Regions from separate parts of the Mus musculus genome. Here region 1 is linked to region 2. Evidence: chromatin contacts called from public HiChIP or PLAC-seq data. All regions are on one chromosome and are shown on one strand. Each heading gives the region's core, a stretch centred on a gene start, on an enhancer-like site or on the middle of the called end of the contact. The rest is flanking DNA. Distances are from core to core; before and after follow the strand shown.

Evidence for each region. HiChIP or PLAC-seq counts read pairs in DNA pulled down with a chosen protein or histone mark.
Region 1: an H3K27ac HiChIP or PLAC-seq map of SST interneurons shows a contact between it and region 2, with 3 times the contacts expected there. The contact joins two enhancer-like sites. A contact is called at or near these places in 16 of 39 promoter capture datasets (the 3T3-L1 cell line, 3T3-L1-derived adipocytes, the C10 cell line and 10 more), 65 of 484 Hi-C or Micro-C datasets (the 63-12 cell line, the AML12 cell line, B cells and 50 more), 6 of 115 datasets of contacts at active chromatin or transcription factors (SST interneurons, acute myeloid leukemia, bone marrow-derived dendritic cells and 3 more) and 2 of 9 other capture datasets (embryonic tail and macrophages).

The regions. Positions count from the first base shown.
Region 1 is chr3:75,703,603-75,707,265 of GRCm38.p6, reverse strand. No RefSeq gene overlaps it. Among named protein-coding and RNA genes, the nearest start is that of Gm25846, 9.4 kb to the left of the region's middle. Within about 2 kb of position 1,890, at least 8 of the 459 cell types and tissues checked have an H3K27ac peak or open chromatin away from gene starts, as enhancers often do. A contact at or near this core is called in SST interneurons, where this site is marked.
Region 2 is chr3:75,215,285-75,218,767 of GRCm38.p6, reverse strand. No RefSeq gene overlaps it. Among named protein-coding and RNA genes, the nearest start is that of Gm40071, 52 kb to the right of the region's middle. Within about 2 kb of position 1,602, at least 3 of the 459 cell types and tissues checked have an H3K27ac peak or open chromatin away from gene starts, as enhancers often do. A contact at or near this core is called in SST interneurons, where this site is marked.

The sequences.
Region 1 (3,663 bases), core at 641-3,140, 490 kb before region 2:
AATTTAGTTTTTAATAATAAATATATAAATGAACAGAAAAAGGATATCAATGAAAAGAACACAGCTCACCAAGGATCTCATTGGATAATTATGTCTTTTCCTTCCAACTGTTCTTTAGATAAGAATTACCTAAATAATACAGTTTTCTAACCTAAATCTCACTGGTTTGATGAATTTGGAGAGAAAGAGAAAGAGGAGAGGGAGAGGGAGAGAAAGAGGAGAGGGAGAGGGAGAGGGAGAGGGAGAGGGAGAGGGAGAGGGAGAGGGAGAGGGAGAGGGAGAGGGAGAGGGAGAGGGAGAGGGAGAGGGAGAGGGAGAGGGAGAGGGAGAGGGAGAGAGGAGAATTCTTTATCTGTGAATTGCTGCTCCAGGACTTTTCTGTGTGGGAAAGACAGGAACAAGTGCTTCTAAGATGTTCAGTCTCAACGAATTTTCTAATCACACTTTTAAAGTTGTTATGACACTGTACCCCAAAATTGGACTGGCTGGCAAATTTCACCATCCAACTCTGGCACGGTGTGGCTGTCTTTAGGAAGCTTATCTGGGAGGTGCCGCTACCATGCTGCTGTGGTAGCCCCAACAGGCAGCTTGCTCATAGATTCATTTGGCTTGGCTCACACACATTTGAGTGCCCAGAATGTGCAAAGAACTACCTAAGGAAAAGTGTTTGAAAAATAAAAGTTCCTTAAGAAGCTCACTCTTTATCAGAAATGTAAATTGAAAAGTAATTCAGGGGAATTTTAAAAGTGAATAGCCATTCTTAAACAAATTAAATTCACTGGTATAAAGATACACTTTTTTAAAATTCAGAACTGCTTTCTGGTTTTTGACTGTCAAGAAACACTAATGAAAAGATATTTTAAAGTATAAAAGGCTTACATTGCATAGATTCAATCCCTAATTCTTTCATGGACAAATTAATTAATCTCCCCCAGGACTAGGCTCTTAGCCTGAAAAAAAAAATGGAACTAATAATTCCATCTATTCTGTGAGACTGTTGTCACAGGAGACAAAAATGTAAGAAAGATGGTTGTACCTTGAACATGGAAGATGTGTACACATTATACTCATTGTTCTTATTACTGAATTAAAAAATAATGTTTCCGACGAAGGGTCAACCCAGAGTCTGGTAAAAAGTATTTCTAGACTTAGTTTAAACAAGTTTTCATCTTTGCTCAAGTATGATCCTCTACATGTCCAGCTTACCCTGAGTCACCCAGAAGGGTGTCATCGTGTGATGTTCAGAACTTGCATTGCAATTAATCCCATGATTGACTTCTAGTCTTAGCAAGAGCCTGCTAAGTCTTAATGCCTGTGACAACCACAACCTTGGAACACAGTCACACTCACAACATCTGACTCTAGGCTTGAAATTATTGTTGTCTTCAGTTTACTTTTATTAGAATTGAAGGTGGGGACCCAATGGTAACTTTCTTCTTTATTCTTGTTCTTACAACTTTATTTTGCAGTCATGAAGAGCACAGTAAATGGTGAGAGTTTCTTACATATGCCTTCCGTTCTCCCCATGAACCTGCAGTTCTGATCCATCCCCAATGTGTCATCCACAGTGTACTCAAGGAGTTCACAACTAACTCTCTAACTAAGCTCTCCTTAAGGTTTTCCAGCTGCTAAAAGGGCCTTTCTATTAAAAGGAATCTCTGTTTTTTTCAGTGAGCCAAGTCAACTCACAAAAGTACAGGATTGTTTCCAAACCTACTTGCATTAAATAAGCATGAGGGATTGATCAAGGAAATGAAAGTATTTAGTCTTTAAGGGCAATCTATGTGGCTCTTGTTTGAGTTTATGGGCTTGACACAGCGGTATTTAGAACCAAAACTGGAATTCAGTATCTGTGTACTTTTCCATTTTGTCAGCAATGTTCCCAGGCTATCTGGATTCTCAGAGACTCGCTGAATGAAGTGTGATTATCTGGTACACTGTGTGCTGTCTGACTCCAATGCATTATGTAGATCATTTTAAAGTGTAACTATTTTTTGGTAAGCTGAGTAAATCTAGTCAAGTACCCACCTAACTTAATGTCTACATGTTAAACACTTCCAAGAGTTTTAAAGACATCATGTCTTCTGTTGTTCAGTTTGAAAATAAAGAATGATATGTTGGTTTATTCCTCTTTCCCAGTGGAGCAGACCAGAAACTAGGGACAGCTCTGTTGTTGGTGATCTGAAATTGCCATGTATGAAGATGTGAAAGATTAGGCTTTTTAAAAACTGGAAAAATTTGTATGAAGGAAATGTACATATAATGATGGCAGTCTTTGTGAATTTTAAAACTTCTTAGTACCAAATTTAACTACAGTTTTTGGCACAATTGACAATATTTTTCATCTTTTCCCCCTATAAAATTGAATTTTCTTTTTTCTTTCTTTCTTTCTTTCTTTCTTCCTTCCTTCCTTTCTTCCTTTCTTTCTTTCTTTCTTTCTTTCTTTCTCTCTTTTGTTCTTTCTTCCTTTTCCTTCCTTCCTTCCTTCCTTCCTTCCTTCCTTCCTTTCTTTCTTTCTTTCTTTCTTTCTTTCTTTCTTTCTTCCTTTCCAACCTAAACACTGCCTCCGTCTGCCACCTCAAAGAGTTCCTCCCTCCTACCCCCCTTCCCTTCTCTTCTGAGAGGGTGGGCCCCCACTGTGCATCCCCCCCACCCTGGCACTTCAAGTCTCTATAGCATTAGACACATCTTTTCCCACTGATGCCAGACACGGCGGCCCTATTGTAATATTTTTGTTTCGGTTTGCTTATATAGTCGATTACATTGATAGATTTTCATATCTTGAACCATCCCTGCATCCTGGGATGAAGCCTCCTTGATCATGGTGAATGATATTTTTGATAGGTTCTTGAATTCAGTTTTTGAGAATTTTATTAAGTAGTTTTGCATTGATGTTCATAAGTGAAATTATCTGAAATTATCTTTTTTCCTTGAGATTTTGTGTGGTTTAGGTATCAGGATGATTGTAGCCTCATAGAATGAATTAGGTAGTGTTCTGTCTGTTTCTATTTTGTGGAATAATTTGAGGAGTATAAGTCTGGTAGAACTCTGAGCTAAAAGTGTCCATCTCTAAGCTTTTTTTGGTTGGGAGACTTTAATGATTTCTTTAGGGGTTATAAGGCTGTTTAAATAGTTTACTTTTTCTTGATTTAACTTTGGTAAATAGTATTTGTCTAGAAAATCATCCATTTCAGTAAGGTTTTGCAATTTTGTGAAGTATTAGTTTTTGAAATAAGAATTTTGGGTTTTTGTTAATATTTTTAATTTCCCCATTGTCTGTTCTTATGTCTCCCTTTTCATTTCTGATTTTGTTTATTTGGATACTGTCTCTACATCTTTTAGTTAGTTTGGCTAAGGGTTTATTGATCTTGTTGATTTTCTTAAAGAAACAGCTCTTGGTTTTATTGATTCTTTGTATTGTTTTAATTCTTTTTAATTATAGTATATCAGAGATATAAGCATCCAATTCAAATATCATAATTACATATCATGATTTAGTATTAAGAAGGTAATAATAGTATCCTTTAGGAATAAGTGAACTTACAGTGAAGAAATGGAATGATACTCAGCTGTCAGATATGCAATATATCTGCAGGTTTGTAGGATTTACATTTGGCTCTCGCTGTCACGTGAAAGGACCTTGCTAGACATATCCAGAACATT
Region 2 (3,483 bases), core at 353-2,852:
CTTACTTACAGAGGCAGCACATGCTGAGCTTTGCCTGGTGCCTCCTCCTCTTTTGAGTTTTCAACAGATCTCAGAGAAAGGAGGTGCTCACCAGCTACCATGAGCTATGGCCTGTGAAATTTTCTCCTGGATTTATCTGTCATGGTCAAATCAGGATTGTTCAAAAAGGGGATTTTTTTATTTACATGCCTGATTTAGATTTCTCGAGCACTTTCATCAGTTTATACAACTTCCAATGTCATGAGTTCCCTGGAAAATATCTCTACTTGTAAGCATTGCTGAAAGGGAGACCAAACCTGCTCAAAACTGCGATGAAAACCAGAAGTAGATTTGTTCATCATTTCATTTAGTAGATAAATGCCTCTCATAAAATCTGCACACAGACAGAGCTGCTCGTTAAAATATGTGGTTAAAAGCTAATCATCTCTGAGCTGCCATGTACATTGTATCAGAATAATTCAGAAGAAGTGGTGATAACCCTCTATTTGGGAAGAACAGAATACCTTGGTTGCTTAAGAACCTGCTACATTTTTGCTCTTTTTTAAAATTCCTGTTTCTCCTTGGTTTGTATAACGCACCTTTCTGGATACCATGTCATTTCCTCACACATCAATTTTGATCTTTGTTGCTGTATTGTCTTCTACTGTCTACTGTGATGTTCGAGTCACATCTATTTCTCTCCTCTCTCTCTCTCTCTCTCTCTCTCTCTCTCTCTCTCTCTCTCTCTCTCTCTCGGTATATGATAGTTCACTTCAGATATTCCTGTGATTTCAACTGTCATAACCATCCATAGCATGCCCTGTTTCTCGACACTTACCCTACATATTCTATTGTTAATTTGAGATTCCCAATAGTTCCTTACAGATACTGCAAAGTGCCCTGAAGGTGACCCCATGGCATTCCTCCAACCACATGACTTTCTGCCTTCAAATTGCTTGATGAATTAAGATGTCTATCAGATTTCCTATCAATAGTTTTTGATGATTTTAGACCTGACCTATTGCTACCCCCACCTAATTCAATTGTGTCATGAAGCAAAACCATATATGAATAGTATATTTCAAAGTTTCTTACCATATACTATATATAAAACTATTATCAAAAGTTAAAAATCAACAAGGCTTTGCATGTAGCAGAGAGTATGCATACTTTCATCTGTAGATAAGAGATGTAAAGACAATTGTTAAACAATAAACACTTTCAATCTGCTGCTACCAATGTGGGCATCTTGTAGCCTCTCAAGGTGCTATTGAAGAGTCTTCTACAGAGAAAATATATTACTGACTAGATTATCCCGCTCTTCAGAAAAGCATATCCCTTTTTATATTTGTTGTAGGCTGACACTTCAAGACAAAATACATTTGCATTTCATCTGTTATCATCTGCTTTTCACGAGATAAAGTGGCGAAAAGAAAAAAAATCCACTAAGAAATCCTGACACATCTACAGATTTCTGAAACATAAATAAACTGAGATTTTTGAGAGCCTGCAATCAATTTCCCATTGTAGAGATTCATTATCATCTTGCTTGACTGAACAGTTCTGTGACTAAACAAGAATTAGAGCTCATTCATATTTTTTCTCCATATAGCAAGACAAAAAGGACCAGTAAATGTGGGAATACTACAGATGATGCATTTTCCTCTTGACTATCAGGAGGCTATCAGGATGGATGTACTCCACTGTTGCCTCCATCCTCTCTACTTGATTTTACTTGTGTGCAATCTGTGATATTCTAAGTGTAGGCTCATTTTGATAAGGAAGCCCATTTAGTCTATCTATCTCTGCTCTATATATTTGCCAGGAAGCTTGTTTAGTATTTCAAAAGTCACCTAAAATTTACCCCCTCTCAAAGGCTGCTGACTTGGCAGGACATTTTTCCTTTTGAAAGGCAATGCTGTTTCAAAGGAAAGTTCTAAGGATGATTTGTTTTTTCTCAGTCTTATAACTTCTGTCATCCTCTGCATTTCTCTTACCATAAAAGGCTCCCTCCTGACTTTTCCTTTTATTTATTGACTACTGTGCAAACAATGTTTTTGGGGGGAGATGCAGAAAATTTTGAACCCTCTGCCTTTTGCTAGTTCACACAATTCTATTTTGACAAGTTACATTTGGGAGTAAAATATTGGTGTCTAATACTAAGCAATGTTTCAAGGAAGTTAAAGCTATGAAATAACACACACATGACATTTTTTTTCACAAAGTACCAAAGAAACTGTGTTTATGTTTGTATATATTGAGAAATTTCAGGACTATTCTTATGTTTGGAACATTGTGGGATATCAACACAGTGTGCAATAGCTGTTTGGGTAACATTAATTCCAGGTGCTGCTTCCTTATTAAAATTTAGGAGTTCATTTGGTGACTATTAATACATTTAAAGGAAGCCTGAGAAGAAAACTAACATGCAACAGAAAGGAATCCTTAATCAACATATCATGAATAATCAAATTATTTATGTTTATAAATGAAACACAAGGAATTTATTGATTAGAAAAGAAAAAGAGAAGGCAAACAATGCCATGCTTGCCATGTGAGTAAGACCATTTGATTTTCTTAAAAGTCTTTATTCTCCAATATTAGTAAGATAAAACATTGTGGTGTTAATTTCTTTAAGTGCCAGAAAGGAGGGAGAGGATTAATAACCTTCTCTCTGTTTCTCTCTCACTTTTGAAAATAGAAACACAACTATCTCTGCTTTTTAATAGTATTTAAATAAAATGCCATGGAAGTTATTTAATTTTGTTCTGTCTTAAAATTCAATATCCCTTGTCCTTTGGAATAAAAGAGCAAGAGACTTGTTAATGGAATTTTTATAATTAAAATATCCATTAGGGTGTGTGGGAGAGATGGCTCAGTGGGCAAGAGTACTTGCTACACATGACTATCTATAACTCCAGCCCCAGAGGAGGATCTGACACATTCTTTATTCTTTATATTATGGTCTCTGTGGAAACATCTACACATACATGTAAACACAGCTTTCTTATTCAAAAATGTATGTATTATATACACATGGAATTAAAAGGCAATTAGCCCATAATTGGCTAATAATGTTCCTACTTGACACCACTGGTCAACAAATAAAAATCCCAGTGCCAGGAATGATTACTTCTTTTGTTGGGCAGTGAGTTCCTAGACTTCCAAATAGTTAACACTCTTGCATACCCGCACCAAACTTGATTCTAAGACTTTATTGCTCAAAACAACATATACAAGAGTTGAAGAACATGGAGAAGTCAAGCTGGTACTGGTCTGGAGGCTTCATCCTTAATAACTAGCTTCACAGTTCTAGATGGTGCTATGGACAATACATGAGGAGAAAAGCAATCATTAAGCTAACCCAGCTATGAATCCTACAAACTACAATTATGACTTATTGAGTAAGTCATGCCCATAGATACAGTAAGAACCTCAACATCATGGTAACAAGCAACCACACTCTGATTTGATTTGATTAACATTGTGGGGCCAAGAACCTAG